Linked DNA regions of Mus musculus: regions 1 and 2 are each linked to region 3. Evidence: chromatin contacts called from public Hi-C and HiChIP or PLAC-seq data. All regions are on one chromosome and are shown on one strand. Each heading gives the region's core, a stretch centred on a gene start, on an enhancer-like site or on the middle of the called end of the contact. The rest is flanking DNA. Distances are from core to core; before and after follow the strand shown. Region 1 overlaps Cux1 (cut-like homeobox 1). Region 2 has its middle 17 kb from the start of Gm30408. Region 3 overlaps Cux1 (cut-like homeobox 1).

Region 1 (2,896 bases), core at 223-2,722, 170 kb after region 3:
CCTTGTGTAGCATGCATGCATGCAGGGAGCTGTTGAGTGCACCAACAGGAGAAGGACTAGCAGCTGCTTGGTGAGATCTCACTCCCAGACAGCAGGCAGCCCTGTGCTGTCTGTTAGGGGGGCAGCCATGATTTTGACCTTGTTGTGGGTTAAAGGACACAAACCTAGGAGAAATCTGTTTATCATGCTTGGGACGCATGCTATTCTTGACAGTAGTCAGTGAGTAAGATGGATGATCTGCCAAATGGGCCCTCGCATGGGTGAGTCAGGGCGAGTTTACAGTACAATCTTTTGCTGCTTCCACACACAAACAACATTTGCTAGGTTTTAGACCCTGTTGTCTGGTGACCCAGGGGTGAGTGGAGAAAAGAAATCTGATTTACAGGATTCATACTGCCTTAAAGATGGATACAGGCCATTTCTGCCCCCATACCCATCTCTTTTACATGTCTCACAAAGCAGTTCAGTTGTTTTCTTAACCTGATTTTTCCAGGCCGAGCTTTATGAGATAGTGGGACTTTTTACCAATTTGAGAGCATTACACAGGCTTATTGGATTCAATTGTGGTTCTGTTTCAGGTTTTGTTCTTTCTAGGTGCTCATATAAAAAAAAAAAAAAACTTGTATTTTTAATATATGTCCTACTCCCTGGATACAGGAGAGGTTATTAGCCCAAATGTCTAGAAAATATTCTATGAGGCTTGGGGAAGCAGCTTAGTGATAAAAGCATTGGCTGCCTAAGTGTGAGGACCTGAGTTTAAACCCCCAGCACCCACATAAAAAGCCAGATGTAACTGCATGCCTACTGTAAGCCCCATGCTTGGAGAGGCAAATACAAGAGGATCAGTGGGACTTCCAGGCCTCCAGTATAGCTCCAGGTACAGTGAGAGACCCTGTCTCAAGAGAATAAGATAATGAATGATAGAGCAGGGTACCTGAGCCTCCTCTGGCCTCTGTATGATTGTGTATACCTGCACATACACACACATACATGTATCATACTCATTATTCATATGTGTATGCCATAAACTGGAAGTAAAGTCTTCCTTCTTGCTATGTTTTATTCAGATAACAGTGTTTTCTTTTTTGTTGTCTGGTTATTTATTGGTTTGGCTTTTCATAACAATAGATATAAAATTCAGAGCACTAAACATGCTCAGCAGGTGCTCTGCTACTATACCACACCCTCAGCCAAGGCAACAGTATTTTGGGCTACCTGCAACTGTGCTGAAAGTGTTCCTGAGGGACCTGTTACAGCTTGAGGGAGCAGCAAACAAGAGACGACACAGAAGGTCCTGCCTTTGGACTCTAGCCAACATCACCAGTCAGTCATCTATTAGCCACTAGAGGAAATAGCTATAAATAAGAGCATTTCAATACAATTATCATCACTCAGGTATGCTGTAACCACACCTTGCCTGGCCCCTCACACGTGGCCCTCTGGTGTATTAGCCTCAGTGGAAGAAAGGGAAGAGGGTGTGCCAAACACAGAATGAGACCACAGGCTGGGTCTGTGGACAGGAGTCCTCACACTTCCTTCTCCAGGCTCTCTCACTGTGTCTTTGGAGATTAGGATATGACCAGTCTTTATTCTAGTGCCCTCACACCAGGCTCAAGGCAGTGTGCCAAGCTTCACAGGTGATACTTAGGTGAAGTGGGGCCATTGCTTGCTGTGTTAGTTTTGTTGTTACTGTGACAAGGTGCCGGATGGAAGCGACTTAAAGAAAGTTTATTCTGGCTCATGGATCCAGAGGATACTGCCCATCATGGCAGGGAGGTTACGGCAGCAGGAGTGTGAGCTGCTCACGTGGCATCCACAGTCAGGAAGCAGAGCGAGGTGAATGCTGGCACTCAGCTCACCTTCTCCCTTTTCTGCAGTCGGGACCCCAGCCGGTGGAATGGAATTGTCCACATGCAGAGAGCATCTTCCCACAGCAGTTACTCAGCCTAGAAACCTCACGGGCATGCCCGAGGCTGGTCCCCTCAGAGACTCTGCCTCCTCTCACACTCAGCTGGAGAACAGATGGAGCACTTCCCACTGGGCACCTTCAATGACTCCCAACAAGGCCCAGGCTGTCCTAAAGGAACACATGATTCCTGATGGTCCCCACACCAGTTTCTTTCTGGTGCCAGTCACAGTGTGGTCTAGATGAGCAAAGAGCTTGATTTTCTAAAGCAAACAAGACCCACACGCCCCATGGGTTGATGTGCAACAGGCAGGCCACCTTTCTTTGTATCCTTCATCCACTAGTCTCAGCACCTCTCTGGTAACCTCACAAAAAAGCATTCTGATCCTAAGGCTTGAGTCTCCCTGGACCACCAGAGACCAACAGCTAAGGCACTGGGTTCAAGAGTCTTTGTAACCAGATGACCATCCTGGCTTATAGGCAACCCTTGCCTAGAATGATCTGTCCATTCCTGCATATGCATGTAGAAGCCAGAGGTCACCTTTGCCTCCCATTCCACAAGCGCCACCCTCACCAAGTATGCCAAGCTGACTGGCCAGTGAGCCTCAAGGGTCAGCCTGTCTCTTCCTTCCCAGTGCTGGGATTGCAAGCATGGGATTTACAATGCCTGACTTTTTACATGGGTTCTAAGGATAGCACTCAGATCCCCATACTTGCAAGGAAACACTTCACCTACTGAGCTATCTCTCCACCTACTGAGCTATCTCTCCACCTACTGAGCTATCTCTCCACCTCCTGTCCATATTTTTGTTCTGGAAAATATAGAGGAAATAATCACATATTAGACCCCCAGTCCCTCTGAATTACCAGAATCATGGGGTTTGATTAGAACAAATCATAGCAGTCATAATGACATTTTTTTTTAGCAAAATGCCCTGATATTAAGCCTTCAGAAACCTTTTATTTGAACCTTTAGTTGATTTTTTTTTT
Region 2 (3,051 bases), core at 485-2,984, 200 kb after region 3:
ATGGTAAGCACTTTACCAACTGAGTACCTACTTACAGTCAGTTTAACTAGTTTGTTTGCTTGCTTGCTTGCTTGCTTGCTTGCTTGAAGGCAGGTGCCCCAGGCTAGTATGAAACTTGCTATATAGGTGAGGACACTTGATCCTCCTGCCTACACCTCCCAAGTGCTAGGCTTCTTGTCTCCTGGCATGTGCTGCGATACCCAACTTTGCATGTGTTTTTGTAGAGCTGTTTTATAAACTGCCAACTTGGGAGGCAAAAGTGGATAGAAAGGTTCCAGGCTGCAGCTGGGAGACTCACCCACTGTAGGCACGTTGCCAGCTCTCCAGGAATAGGCTTTATACTGCCTTCTCTAAGGATAAGTGGGTCTGAATCAAATTAGAGGCTTTAATGCAGTGGTTCTCAGCCCCCCTGGAGGTCGCATATCAGATAACCTGCATATCAGATACATCATATTCGGGACAGTAGCAATATTACAGTTATGAGGTGACAATGAAATCATGTTATGGTTGGGGGTCACCACAACATGAGGATCTGTATTAAAGGGTCGCAGCATAAGAAAGGTTAAGAACCATTAAGGCTTAATAAGATGCTCTGAGAAAGTACAGTTACAGATAGATATACAGGGAGGGAGTGTGGAGTAGGGCAGTATATACAAGAGAACTGTCTGTATGCATTCTGTCCACTGCATTTGACAGAACATCTCAGGGGCTGGCCAGCACTGGTGAGAGGACAAAACCCATTGGTCCCATGGTTCACCATGGTTCCCATAAGGTGGCAGAGAGCTGGGTCTGCCATTACTAAGCCATTCTAGGAGCATGTAGGGCCAGAAATGGTGGGGCTACAGGTGTGGCTCAGCAGCAGAGCACTTCCTCAGGATTCTCCAGTGAGGGACCACAGGCTCAGTGGTAGAGCCCCTGCCTAGAATCCCCCAGTGAGGCTGGGGCAGGACTCAGTAGTTGAGAGTTTGTTTAGCATATTTGAGGCCCTACATTCAATTCCCAGGACTGCCAGCCTAAGATGCAATAGAAGACAGCAATGACTAAGGCTTTGTCTGAACCACTGCTAGATAGCTACAAAGAGTTGGCCAGGACACATAGGGCCAAGAAGCAGAGGCTGGTACTGGAGAAAGCAGATACCAGGAGGAAAGAGAAGCAAGTTCAAGTTCAGACCTTCTAAGACTGAGATACATGTTAAATACCAAACTGAAGGCCACTATGAGTCTGAGGTCAGCTGAGTAAGACCCTGTCTCAGAGACAGACAAATGGACAAGGGAGCTATACAACAGATAACCCCAGGCATATAGATAAGGTCTATGATAACCAGCAGTGATAAGAAAGAAAGAGTGTGTGAGACCTTTGCCCGAGTAGCACTCAGAACTTAGCCGAGAGCAACAGCAACCAGGCCTCCTGGGGAGCGGCTGGCAGAGTTGAGTACCTGGTGCTCACTGCTGATGCAAGATGCTGATGCAACTTAGCCATAGACAGGGCTTGTGAGTGGTAAGGTAGTGTACAGCAGAGTCCAGTTGGTGATCTTAAGGAGATAGGCATTGGAGAGTAGACAGGTCCCTTTAGTGGGACCAATGGGGGCGATTTGTTAAGGGCATTTAACAAGCACACTGGGGCATTTGCAGGCAAAATAACTTGGTAGGCATTCCTCAGTGTTCATGAGGCCTTGTAGATTCAAGGTAAAGGCGACCACAATGTGCATTGATTAGCTACCCCACCCCCACCCCACCCCTACCTGGCCTGCAGGAAGCTAATTTAACACAGCAGAGTCCCCTGCCATCAGAATAGCCATGACTACAGCACTATGCCTCTCTGATCCTACTGTGATAACGTTCTTGCACTTGACCAATCTGCAGCCTCCTTGTGTCTTGATTCTATTCCCCATTTTTATTTTTATTTTTATTTTGTGGCGCTAGAGATGGAGCCATGAGCCTTGTGGGTGCTAGGCAAGTCACATCCCTAACCTCTCGCTAAGGGCTTCTACACAAGTGTCCTATGGCCGAGCTACAACTCCAGCTCTCCGTCAGTGGGGAATTCCAGGTCACAGGCTCTATCACTGAGCCACACCCCCAGGCCCCCAATGGATTAGGGGTTGGGAGAAAGATTCTAAGCAAACACTGACTGCTCTAGCCGTGCTATAGCCTTGGTTAGCCCTTGTTTTATTTGAGACAGGGTCTCACTGTGTAGCCCTGGCTGGCCAGGACCTCGCAACCCTGCTACACTATGATTACAAGTGTGATATATCACACTCAACCCTTCATGCCTCTGCTTTATATCAGAGTCTGGCCTCCTTAGGTCCCAGCCTTGATAGTATTCCTCTTTCTTTACCTCTGTGAAATGTACATCCTTAGGAAGCCCTTCCAGATTCTTCCAGGAGACGAGGTTCCACAGACCCTTGTAGGGGGTAGGAAGTCAGCCTTCCCCCCCCCCAACCCACCCCCCCGACAGGCCCTCATCACACTCTACCCAGTATACTCCTTGCTTCCCAGCACCTTCTTGCTCAGGAATGCTACCCACCACTGGACACCAACTCTCTCCTGTCACTGCAGATGTGCAAAGCTCTTCTTCTACATTCTGGCTGGTCTGAGCTCCCTGTGTGAACCAAACCATACCCTTGCCAACAGCTCTCCAGCCCTCAGCTCAAGACACCACGCCCTCTCTTTATTCATGGGCTGTCCCCCTACCACTGGGCCTGAACATACTCCCTCCAAGAGTTCACACCTCACCTACCATTCTTGAGTCTTTGCCTTTCCCCGCCACACTGCCTTCAGCCACCCTAAGCCAGGGTCTCTCCAGCCTCCATGTGTAATCTCAGATCCCCAGATCCAAGGACTCCCTAGCCAATCACAGGTGCTTCACCCTTCACGAGCCATGCTGAGCTGCTGCCCACACCTTCCCCATGTGAGGGTTCCAGCTTCATATACTTCCTCTCCTGAGGTCAAACGCCCCTCCTACTGTCGCCCTGAAGTTGACCTGCCCAAGTCAGAGAGTTTGCCCAAGGTCATGAACTCCCTAGAGAGAAAGCCTAGAATTCCAGCTCAGGAC
Region 3 (2,966 bases), core at 6-2,505:
GTGTCCGTCAGTGAGGGATGGCAAACATACATGGTAAATGCAGTCCCTACGGGCTTGGACGACCATTCAGCTTCTGGTGCCTTCTCACCTCTGCTGGAAGAGTGCCTCATACCATATGTAGGTGGTGAGGGGACCCATGGCTTGATGGAATGTTATTTAAAATAAACAAGCGAGCGAGTGGGATACTGATTAGATTTGGCCCTTGGGCTGTGGTTGAAGGAACAGTATGTTCTTTACCTGGGGAACTTGTTAGAAATCCTCAAGTCCTAGGCCAGCACGATGTGCACTGCCACAGCTTCCCCGTGGAGCTGACTTTGCTGTGCTGTGTGTTTCTCTGCTTACTTACTGTGTGGGTTGTTGAGTCCCTGCTGCTGTCACTATGTTCTCTGTGGAGGTGTCAGCCCCACAATGTGTATGGAGCCCTAGCCACCAATCTTGATCTGTTAGTTTCCTTGTCGCCACACCACAGCCATCTGTACACACCTGACTGTGTGTAGTGTCACGCTCCTGTGTGTTCTGTTGCCTGCTGCCTTTCCTCTGTGCTCATGGCTCTGCAGCTGGACATCGTACCCACCTCCATGTTTCTGCATCTGCCGAAGTGCATGCTGACCATGAATGATAATATCGGTACTATTAGCACTTGAGGAAGCAGAAGAACTGAGCTGTGAGCTCTTGTGCCTGTGGTCTGTGGTCCACATGCTGTGTGATTCTGTGTAAGAAGGAGTGGGGAAGTGGAGTCAGCACCTCGGGGTTCCTGATTTTCCATGGTTCTCAGAAGTGCTCGTGGTGGGAGGCCTTGCAGCCGTTTCCTCTCCTTACTCCACTCTGACTCAAGGATTGATTGATGTTTGGAAATTGTGACTCATCTTGTTAGGGAAGGAACAGGAAATTTTCTTCTCCCCCACCCCCCTTCCCTTCAAATAGGTAATAAATAAAGGCAGCTGACATCACACTTGGTGCAGTGGGGAACCTTCAAGTACAGGGCTGGTTTTCACAATCAGACACTTCTTGCAGGAAAATACCAGAAGGAAACTTCTCTCTGTGTTTTTGCCCAGCCTTCTTAGTAAACTTGCAGAGTTGTCGTGTGGGTTTGTACCCTTCTTGGGAAGATCTTCAGGGAAACTCATGCTATGCAAGTGAGGCTCATCTCCTTTCTCCTTTAGGAAGAGATGTGGGAGTGGGCCACACTGCTCTGAGTTTCCAAGTGAATACACAGAGTGGTGAGTAATGATGGTTTAAACTGGTGCACGGTGAGAGAATGAGATGGTCCAGGTTTACATCATGAACTAAATACAGATTATCTGGACTCTAGGCTGAGGCTCAGGCTGGTGCCAGGGTGCTGTCGACTGTAGCTCTATTTTGTCTCACAGCATCAAGTAAAGTAGATGCCGTTTGCTTTTAGGAGTCACCTTCTGGGGTCTGAGGAAATAGCTCAATGCATATGAGCTGTGACTGTTTAGCATGAAGACCCAGTTTGCATCGATAGCACTCACACTGAACAAAGAATGTAGACATGCTTATCTCAGTGTTTGTGAGGGGTGGGCGAGATAGGAGGGTCTCTGGGGCTTGCTGATGGTAGCCTAGCTCTAGGCTCAATGCCACCACCCTGTTTGAAAGGAATGAGACAGAGCATGATAGAGCAGAATACCTAACATCTTTTCTTTTCTGGGCACATGTATGGGAAGACAGACAGACAGACAGACACACACACACACAATGTTCTCATATCACTTTAGGGTTGGAATGCTCAAGTGTCTTACTTCTTGATTGTAACTTGGTAACTCTGGAAAATAAGAAACATTTCAAATTGTGACTCAAAGTGAGGCCTCAATAAATGGTGGCCATTGGAATTATTTTATTATTGCCATCCTTGTACTTGCCAGGCTTGATATCCAGTGTGTCACAAGAGGACTGACTGCTTTACTGGGGTTTGCATCACCTGCTGGGGTTTAGATAGGTGCTCTGCCATTAAGCTATACCTCCAAGGCCTCCAATGGGGGATTCTAGGCAGGGGCTCTACTACTGAGCCACGCCCCCAGCCCCCCCATCACTGGGGGGGGATTCTAGGCAGGGGCTCTACTACTGAGCCACGCCCCAGCCCCTCACTGGGGGATTCTAGGCAGGTGCTCTACCACTGAGCCACGCCCCCAGCCCCTCACTGGGGGATTCTAGGTAGGGACTCTACTACTGAGCCACGCCCCCAGCCCTCCCATCACTGGGGGGGGGATTCTAGGCAGGGGCTCTACTACTGAGCCACCCCTCACCCCCCGGTCTTGCTGTATATAGCCGCCTCATGATGCTCACTGGTACTATTTTGTCTCCATTTTTGATAGGAGGACACTATGGCATAAACATTTGCAGAATTACTTGTGTCTGCCCACATACTGATCTATCCACTGTGTACCTTGCATAACAATGATAAGCAACAATCTATATGCTCCATGGTCTCCCATGATGCTGTGGATGGGAGTCTCACCAAATAGAAGGTGAGATTGCACAGAAATACTTGAACATAGATGTTAAAATGAAATATTCCAGTCAGAAGCTGGAGGTATGGCTTAGTTGTAGAGCACCTGTCTAGACTCTTACAGTGGGAGGGCTGGGGGTGTGGCTCATCAGTGGAAAGCTGGCTAGCATGCAAGAGGCCCTGAGTTCAGCCTCCATTTCAACACTGAAAAAAAATGTAAAGAGAGAAATAGAGCCAATATGGTGGGTAGAAGTCAATGTCTTCACCTCCTCATCTCTTAGCATAATATGTGCCACACGGAGCCCCGTTTTGAAATGAGGCTTGTCATAGGATCACTTCGAGCATGCCCATTTTGTCTGCAGTCAGGGTTACAGGGCCTCTGTGACACTGGCCCACAGATGCTGCCTGAGGTCATTTCCCTTTCTGTGTTAGGCTCAGCCTGTGCAGAAGCAAGCAGACTGCTTATATTTGGCACCAGCTAACTTACTTGTTGGGGAGT

Evidence for each region. Hi-C and Micro-C count contacts between places; a contact is called where the count stands out from the background. HiChIP or PLAC-seq counts read pairs in DNA pulled down with a chosen protein or histone mark.
Region 1: a contact with region 3 is called in an HNF4G HiChIP or PLAC-seq map of pancreatic cancer cells. The contact joins two enhancer-like sites. A contact is called at or near these places in 1 of 15 datasets of contacts at CTCF or cohesin (the NIH/3T3 cell line), 6 of 484 Hi-C or Micro-C datasets (the N1E-115 cell line, cerebral cortex, embryonic fibroblasts and 2 more) and 2 of 115 datasets of contacts at active chromatin or transcription factors (heart atrium and pancreatic cancer cells).
Region 2: a Hi-C map of female germline stem cell-derived STRA8 germ cells shows a contact between it and region 3, with 2.8 times the contacts expected there. The contact joins two enhancer-like sites. A contact is called at or near these places in 4 of 484 Hi-C or Micro-C datasets (embryonic fibroblasts, female germline stem cell-derived STRA8 germ cells, nephron progenitors and 1 more) and 1 of 9 other capture datasets (embryonic stem cells).

Annotation. Positions count from the first base shown.
Region 1 is chr5:136,287,272-136,290,167 of GRCm38.p6, reverse strand. All of the region lies in intron 19 of Cux1 (cut-like homeobox 1), which reads left to right. Among named protein-coding and RNA genes, the nearest start is that of Gm30408, 43 kb to the right of the region's middle. Within about 2 kb of position 1,472, at least 14 of the 459 cell types and tissues checked have an H3K27ac peak or open chromatin away from gene starts, as enhancers often do. A contact at or near this core is called in pancreatic cancer cells, where this site is marked.
Region 2 is chr5:136,260,789-136,263,839 of GRCm38.p6, reverse strand. It overlaps a transcript of Cux1 not described here. Among named protein-coding and RNA genes, the nearest start is that of Gm30408, 17 kb to the right of the region's middle. Within about 2 kb of position 1,734, at least 8 of the 459 cell types and tissues checked have an H3K27ac peak or open chromatin away from gene starts, as enhancers often do.
Region 3 is chr5:136,456,505-136,459,470 of GRCm38.p6, reverse strand. All of the region lies in intron 2 of Cux1 (cut-like homeobox 1), which reads left to right. Among named protein-coding and RNA genes, the nearest start is that of Gm16599, 65 kb to the right of the region's middle. Within about 2 kb of position 1,255, at least 124 of the 459 cell types and tissues checked have an H3K27ac peak or open chromatin away from gene starts, as enhancers often do. A contact at or near this core is called in pancreatic cancer cells, where this site is marked.